2 separate regions of the Danio rerio genome follow, and region 1 is linked to region 2. A link is a contact called in public Micro-C data. All regions are on one chromosome and are shown on one strand. Each heading gives the region's core, a stretch centred on a gene start, on an enhancer-like site or on the middle of the called end of the contact. The rest is flanking DNA. Distances are from core to core; before and after follow the strand shown. Region 1 holds the start of kif1b (kinesin family member 1B). Region 2 overlaps kif1b (kinesin family member 1B).

Region 1 (3,750 bases), core at 790-3,289, 48 kb before region 2:
TAAACGTTCATCTTTTATTATTAATATTAACCCCAGCTGTTGGATTCTAGCATAAATTAAAGAGTGTTTTTTTCCAGTGACTTAAAATGGTTTATCTATTCTGTACAGGGATTTGCTTCCTTTGCTACAAACTTCTTTTGGACCCAGCTCTTTGAACTGTAATAAATGGTAATGCGCACACAATTATAGCTGTTGCATTTCCTTTCTTACATCATCATCCACATATTTTGCAAAACAAAGGCAATTAAGTGTAGATGGTATTTTTTACGCCATAAAATAATAATTGTGCCATTTATGAATAATATTTAAGTTTATTTAAACTATTACCTTTTATTGTATGGTATTACTTTATATTTTTAGATGTTCTATTTCACTATATTGCAGTAGTACCTTTTTTCATTTTTATAAAAGAATACACTTTTATGCTATAATTGTTATTTTATATAATAACCGGATTGCTACTATATTCCTTAAATATTATTATACTTTTTAATAATATTTAGATTTTTTTTTCTGCTTCAAGTTTAGTAACCAAGGCTTATTTTTATGCTAATATAGATGTTTGTTTGTTTTTTTTTTTCAAAGATGCTTAGTAACTTTGTCATTTCTATTATTTATTTGAAATGTAGTTATGTATTTTTCTCTTTTAGTTTCAGTTAGTTCAACATAGGTTTTTTATGTTTTTGTGGTTATAGTTAATCAACTGAGCAAGGTTTAATCTTTCACCATTATATCAAAAATATACATAATTATGTATTTTCTATTACAAAAGTGTAATATACAAAAAAAAATTTTTTTTAATTAATTGCTCTCAGCGAATTACCATTTGCATTGTTTTGCATTTTTAAGAGAATTTAGTTGTATCAGTATTTTATTATATAAAATATAATATATATATATATATATATATATATATATATATATATATATATATAAATATATATATATATATATATATATATATATATATATATATATATATATATATGTGTGTGTGTGTGTGTGTGTGTGCGCGCACATATTTCTTAAATAATATACTTGTTTGCTTTAGATTTTGTATTTTTTCTGCTTTTAGTAACAAAGTCTTATTTTTATTCTGACATAGTTTTTATTATTTATGTCAGTAGTTTTTGTCATTTCTATTTTTTTCCTAAATATGTCATTCCTTTTCAATTTTAGTTGGTTTTGGTTCAAGTTCAGCTAACTCAAAAACGGAATTTATATTTCTAAAATTATTTTAGCATGTTTTTTATGTTTTGTGGTTATGGTTAGTCAACTGGGCAAGGTTTAATCTTTTCCCATTATACCAAAAATATACATAATTATGTATTGTCTTACAAAAGTGTAATATGCGATAAAGCATTTTCTTTCTTTTTTTAATTAATTGCTCTCAGTGAATAACTATTTGTATTGTTGTGCAAGTTTTGAGAGGATTTATAGTTTTATTAGTATTTTACAAAACAATAGATGTAATTATATATAGTTTCTAATTGTATTATAATTGATAAAACTTTAGCCTGATAGTACAATTAAATGTGAGTAATTTAGGATTCTAAAGAATTCATCTGATGAATTTTTAAGTTTACCCATTTTTCTACTAGGCGGCGCCCTTCACTTTTGTGTTTTGTGATGCCACGCCACAGCGGATCGTAAGCGACCCTGCAGTATTGCGTCACGGCTGCCCAGCCCACATCTGCTTTTCCAGCGTTCTCATTGGTAGCACGACGCATTGCTCACAGAATTCTGCATTCTTATTGGCCAAGCGGTCAGTCATTCACGGTGTTGACAGTGCAGTTGACGTAATCATTTCAGTAAATCAAGGCATTCATCCATATCCTAAGCCTGCTAGAGGAACGGTCAAACGACACCAGAACCTGCCTCAGAAAATAAACCCTAATCGCAAGCATTTTGTGCAGCGCTGGCGAATGAAACGCAGCTATAATGGGTGTTTATAACAAGAAAGGAACTATTAAGAACTTAATCATCAGTCTTTTTTGATTTTTGCTGCTGGTTGCAGACGTCATTTGAGAATTGGCATCGTGCAGGATTTCTATGGTGTTCTAGACGTGTATTGTGGATAAATAACGGTAAGTGGCGTCTATTCTTTAAGAAGACAGTTATATTGATACGTTCGAGTTGGAAATGTAATGTCCGAGTACGTTAGTTAGCGTTTGGGAATGCAAATGGCTGTTTACAGAAATGTTTTGCTTGTTTTTGTTGCTTATTTCTTCAGCGCAGATTAACGTTAATTGTGTTATCATAGAGTTAATAACAGTTATTTTATTTATACATGATAATACACATTCTAATGGCATGCAAAGAAAGTCGCCGAGTTCATAGAAAGACATCCGATTAGTGATGGAAAGTTCGGCACATTTCTTCTGATCGGTTCTTTTGAACAGTACCGGCTTGTAACCGATTCAGTGATTCAAATTACGGTGCGCTACAAATCTTCGTATTTTCCCTACATTTGTCGGTTGTTAGAGCCTTACGAATAAACTGACAAGCGATTCTCGGTTGAATACACCACAACAGATAATATTGATGAAGATTGAATTGTTCACAGCGATTGGAGGAACCGGTTCCCTTAAAGATCCGATTCAGAAGAATGATTTGTTATCGCATCGTTACATGCGATCGTTAAAGGAGGCGACAGTATAATGTTTTAGCCTTACAATCAGTGTTTTTATAGATTATTAAACGACATAGTTTGTCAATTGTGCCACACATATGGCAACGCCGGTGATGCATTGTTGCGAGTCTATCAGTATCCCGTCTCCGTTATTAAGCACTCAAGGAACTCTGCGGATTTGTCGAGCTATTAGCGTTTTTAATTAACATTGCTTTGTTTTAGTAACGTTAATACAAGTGTCTATTAAAGCAGATGAACGAACAAATAGTTTTATAACCACTCGTTCATGAAGTAGACGTGTTTTCTCCGGCAGATTGAATTTCATGGGCGTATGCCATTAATTCAATGAATGACAACAAGGACAAGATGAAAACATCCTCTTTTTTTGGTGTCATGTGCTAGAACAGTTATACTCGTAGGTTTGAACAGAATTTTTTTTGTTACATCGTCATATTCGCTTTAATTCACAAACGGGTCAATAAAACCATCATTAAAAACCAAATGTCACGCCCATAATTGTTACACGCAGTGTAACAGTACACAGACTGGTCTTGTTATATGTCAGTGCATGTATTTGTGTATGTAATGCTGGTCCGGTGACAGTTAGTCAGATGTGTTTACTAGTAAAGAGTGTGTGAACAGGCCCAGCCCTGCAACTGCAGGCGAGCGGCAGCCATGTTTATGAGTATGTGAAGAACCCATGAAATATTCCTCATCATCTACATCTGTCTACCTGGATGTTTACCTGCATGTCATGGGATTGCCTTTGACAACCGGGTATTTGAAGGCAAATCAGTTGTTTATGTAAATGAGGCTTCTCTAGAGACTATAAATATTTTTAGATTCATTATTAAGATGTAGGTTAAATGTACATATAAGATAAAGCGTATATCTTGGTCCTGAAATAACACTTATTTCTATCGTTTTTTAAAATCTAAATCATGTCTTTACGTTTAAGTAAACATTCTGTCATTTCATTTTAAATGACTATCTGATAGGAATTGTATTTTCCCACATTTTCATAATTCTTGTAAAGTTGCATAATAGTTGTATATTGATTATAAAGAACTAGAAAAGAGATTAGTTGTAGCTTATCTCAACAGAGCAAACTGCTTGAA
Region 2 (3,534 bases), core at 895-3,394:
TTTGTTTTTTTGTTTTTTGTTTTTTGGCTTTGTTTTTGTTTTGTGTGTGTTTTTTTTTGGCTTTGTTTTTGTTTTGTGTGTTGCTTTTGCTTGCTTTTTGTGTTTTGTTAAGTAAATTATTTTGTTTGTGCTTTGCTTTGTTTTGTGTTTTTTATTTTGTTTGTGCTTGGCAGACCCAGTCTTTAAGCCACAGTCACATTAAGTATAAGGGTGCTTTCACACCTAGACTTTTGTTTCGAAACCTGTCGTGTTTCCCCAGTTAGCGCTGTTTGTTTGGCATATGCGAATCCAGCAATCATGTTCAGATCTGCGCCAAAACAATTGGTCCGAGATCGCCTGAATGAGGTGGCCTCTGCTCGATTTCAACGAACTCTGAGGCAGATCGGTTGTAGTGAGAAAGCAATACAATCCAAACCAGGCAATATCACAGGATATATCGTATATGAAGAGAGAATTATGAGTAGGGCAGAATGTCATTCCTACCGGAAAATGTGCATTTCATGTTAAACTCTAAAGTGAAATCATTCTGAATTATTAACGGGAGCTGTTTATTCGTTAGGAAAATTGATTGAACACTAGCAGTGGTTTATCAGTTATAACTCTCTATAATATAAAACCTATAATACAAAAGCCAACTGCTATGTATGAGAAAGTCTTAGCTCTGATTTATATTTAGTGACAACGTCTGAGTGTGTCTCTATTCGAAATGAAAGCGCAGCTTTTCGCTTATGTCTTATTGCTCATCGGCATAAATTAAAATAAGGACGCATGACAGCTGATCTGTACTCTGCAAAGTAAACCGTGAAACTCTGACCAATGTGAGGAGAGTTTACTCACACGTGACTTGTTTTAGCTATTTTAATCCATTTAGAAACTTTGCTGTGTGAAAGCGAACTGCCCCAAGAACAAAGCAACATTGTAACAATTTTAATCTCTGTTTCGGAACAAGAGAATCGATCCACAGGTGTGAAAGCACCCTAAGATGCAAAAAGAAATGGGATAAAACAAGATGATTAGACATCAATAAAGTGAGCAATTGCTTCATATTTAGAATTAGAATTTAGAATTTAGTATTTCTGTGAAATACTACTGTAAATGTTACAGTTCATATTCAACTGACTAGAATCAGAGCTTTACCATAAGATGGTAACTTGTGTTATGCTGCATCAAATTTATTGCACAATTTTTAACTCCAAAGTCAAATGTAAAGTAGTGTTGTGGAAATTGTTATATCACTGCTTTAAAAAATGTACAGAAAAAGAAAACACTCACTGTTTACAATCTTCACATCTTGTCTCATGTGCCTTTTAATCGTCTGTGGAAAGTGTGTCCTTTAACCTTATTGGCCACCTTAGATCAATACTCCAGTCGAACGAAATTGCATTTCTAATCGTTTCTAATTGTTTGCATAAATGTGCTTGTTTACCAGGAGGCAATTCGAGGACCGCAATGGTGGCTGCACTGAGCCCTGCTGACATCAACTTTGATGAAACGCTCAGCACACTCCGGTAAGACTTCTACCCTAGATCTTGATTTTAATAAGTGGATTTTCTAGATCTAGATAAAACAGTAATCTTGTGCTTTTCCATGGCTGTTTGGGGTCATTGCTTTTGTTTGCTCATTCATAGATATGCGGACAGAGCCAAGCAGATCAAGTGCAATGCTGTCATCAACGAGGACCCCAATGCCAAACTGGTGCGGGAGCTGAAGGACGAGGTGTCACGGCTGAAGGAGCTACTCCGTGCCCAAGGCCTCGGGGACATCCTGGACAGTAAGTCGAGATACAGCGCCTCCCAATGGCCACTGCTTTACTTACCCAGTTTCCAGGCAAACAGCAGGTCACATTCTTGAGCTGTGATTTAACGCCAGTCTCGCCCAACCCTGCGTCGTCTTTATGTTGTGGTTTCTTCTACTTATTCATTTAACCATTATGTCAACATTTGATGGAGAGCCTTAATATGAAGATATGATGGATATGCTGTTTTCCAAATATGTAAACTCAAGTGTTTCCATTTCATGTTTGTCTTCATAATATTGTGTCTAACTCCCTTGGTCAGTCATTCCTCAACTAGTCCTCTCAATTCTGACTTCTGTTCTTCCTGCTTCCCTTCAGTCGAGCCAATGGGGGATGATTGCCTTGGAAGTGGAAGCAAATGTGTGTATATGCGTGATGGGGCCGCATTCTCTCGCTCTTCCCCTTTTCGCTTACCAGTAGCTTATTCATCGCTTCTGGAATATAAAACTGTCAGCTTTGCATGCCTCAGTTTTTTTTTCCAACAAGGAATCCCAGACAAAAACAGATACATATGGGATGGATTGGATGAGGCTAGCATGCCCACTAGCAAGCTTTTTTCGCTTGCTCTTACCTTAATTTGATAGATCATTTGGCATGGTGCAGTCTCAATGTCAGGCTTTCTTCCAAAATAGCACAGCGCGATAGATCTGATAGACTGTATCTGGAAACACTTAAAGGGATAGTTCACCTAAAATTGATTTATGTTTTTCTCCCAATATTGAAAAATATCTCATCATTTACTATTTACTTATTTTAAACATGTTTCAGTTTCTTTTTTTCTGATGAAAAGATGTTTAGAATAATGATGGAAATCAGTAACCATTAAGCCATTTCATAGGCTGCATCCAAAATCGCATACTTCCATACTATATAGTAAGCTAAAATTAGTATGTGAGTCGAGCAGTATGTCCAGATTCATAGAATTTGAAAAGGGTATGTGAGAAGTACCCGGATGCCCTACTACTTCCGGTGAGATTTTAAAGTGCGCATAAAATGCACTCTATACTATCCCATGATTCACAGCGAGAGAATTCATGAATGGGAGTGAAGTGATGCAGGTAATGACAAATGGCAGATGTATCGCGTCCAAGTTCCATTCATACTACTGACATTAGTACTGTATAGAATGTACTTTTCCAACAGTCGAGTAGTACGTTTAAGTTCAAATGCAATGCCTATTGAGTAGTAGGCGATTTCAGACGCAGCCATAGTATTTGTTTTGACTTCTGAGGATGTCAATGGTTACTTGTTTGTAGCATTCTTCAAAATATCTTCTTTTGTGTTAAAAAGAGATAAAGAAACTCCATAATGGTTTGGAACCACCTGAGGGTAAGAAAATAGTGAGTAAATGATATTTTTTGGGTTTTATAACTTTAAATTCTTAGGAAAACACTTGAAATTTTTAAGAAAGAGGATTATTACTAATTTATGCAACTTGTTATCACTTAAAATCTAAAGCAGCGTAACAAATCATAATGTCTGTACAGGGTATTGAATTGGAATAATCATGGAATTTTGACAAGGCATTTTCCAGGCCTGGAAAAATTTGGGGAAAATATATAAACCCAAAATGTTTTGGAAAAGCCATGGAAAATTGTTAAAGAAATATCTGTGTACTTGAATATACTATTTTACAGGTATAAAATAAACATAAACTACATAGATTGTCACATATTTTTTTGATATGCTGTAATAAATTTGAACATACATTTTTTCTTATTTACCACATGTACATAGAC

Evidence for each region. A called contact is a pair of places that touch in the nucleus more often than the background predicts.
Region 1: a Micro-C map of caudal fin shows a contact between it and region 2, with 11 times the contacts expected there. The contact joins the promoter of kif1b here to the enhancer-like site in region 2. A contact is called at or near these places in 3 of 18 Hi-C or Micro-C datasets (caudal fin, embryo and an unstated tissue) and 1 of 4 datasets of contacts at active chromatin or transcription factors (caudal fin).

Annotation. Positions count from the first base shown.
Region 1 is chr23:32,443,940-32,447,689 of GRCz12tu, reverse strand. It overlaps kif1b (kinesin family member 1B), which reads left to right and starts at 2,039. Exons shown (of 47, transcript NM_194382.3): 1 at 2,039-2,087. ube4b (ubiquitination factor E4B, UFD2 homolog (S. cerevisiae)) reads left to right here. Exons shown (of 27, transcript NM_194362.2): 27 at 1-183.
Region 2 is chr23:32,396,266-32,399,799 of GRCz12tu, reverse strand. It overlaps kif1b (kinesin family member 1B), which reads left to right. Exons shown (of 47, transcript NM_194382.3): 11 at 1,430-1,508; 12 at 1,629-1,771. Among named protein-coding and RNA genes, the nearest start is that of kif1b, 48 kb to the left of the region's middle. Within about 2 kb of position 2,144, at least 8 of the 62 cell types and tissues checked have an H3K27ac peak or open chromatin away from gene starts, as enhancers often do. A contact at or near this core is called in caudal fin, where this site is marked.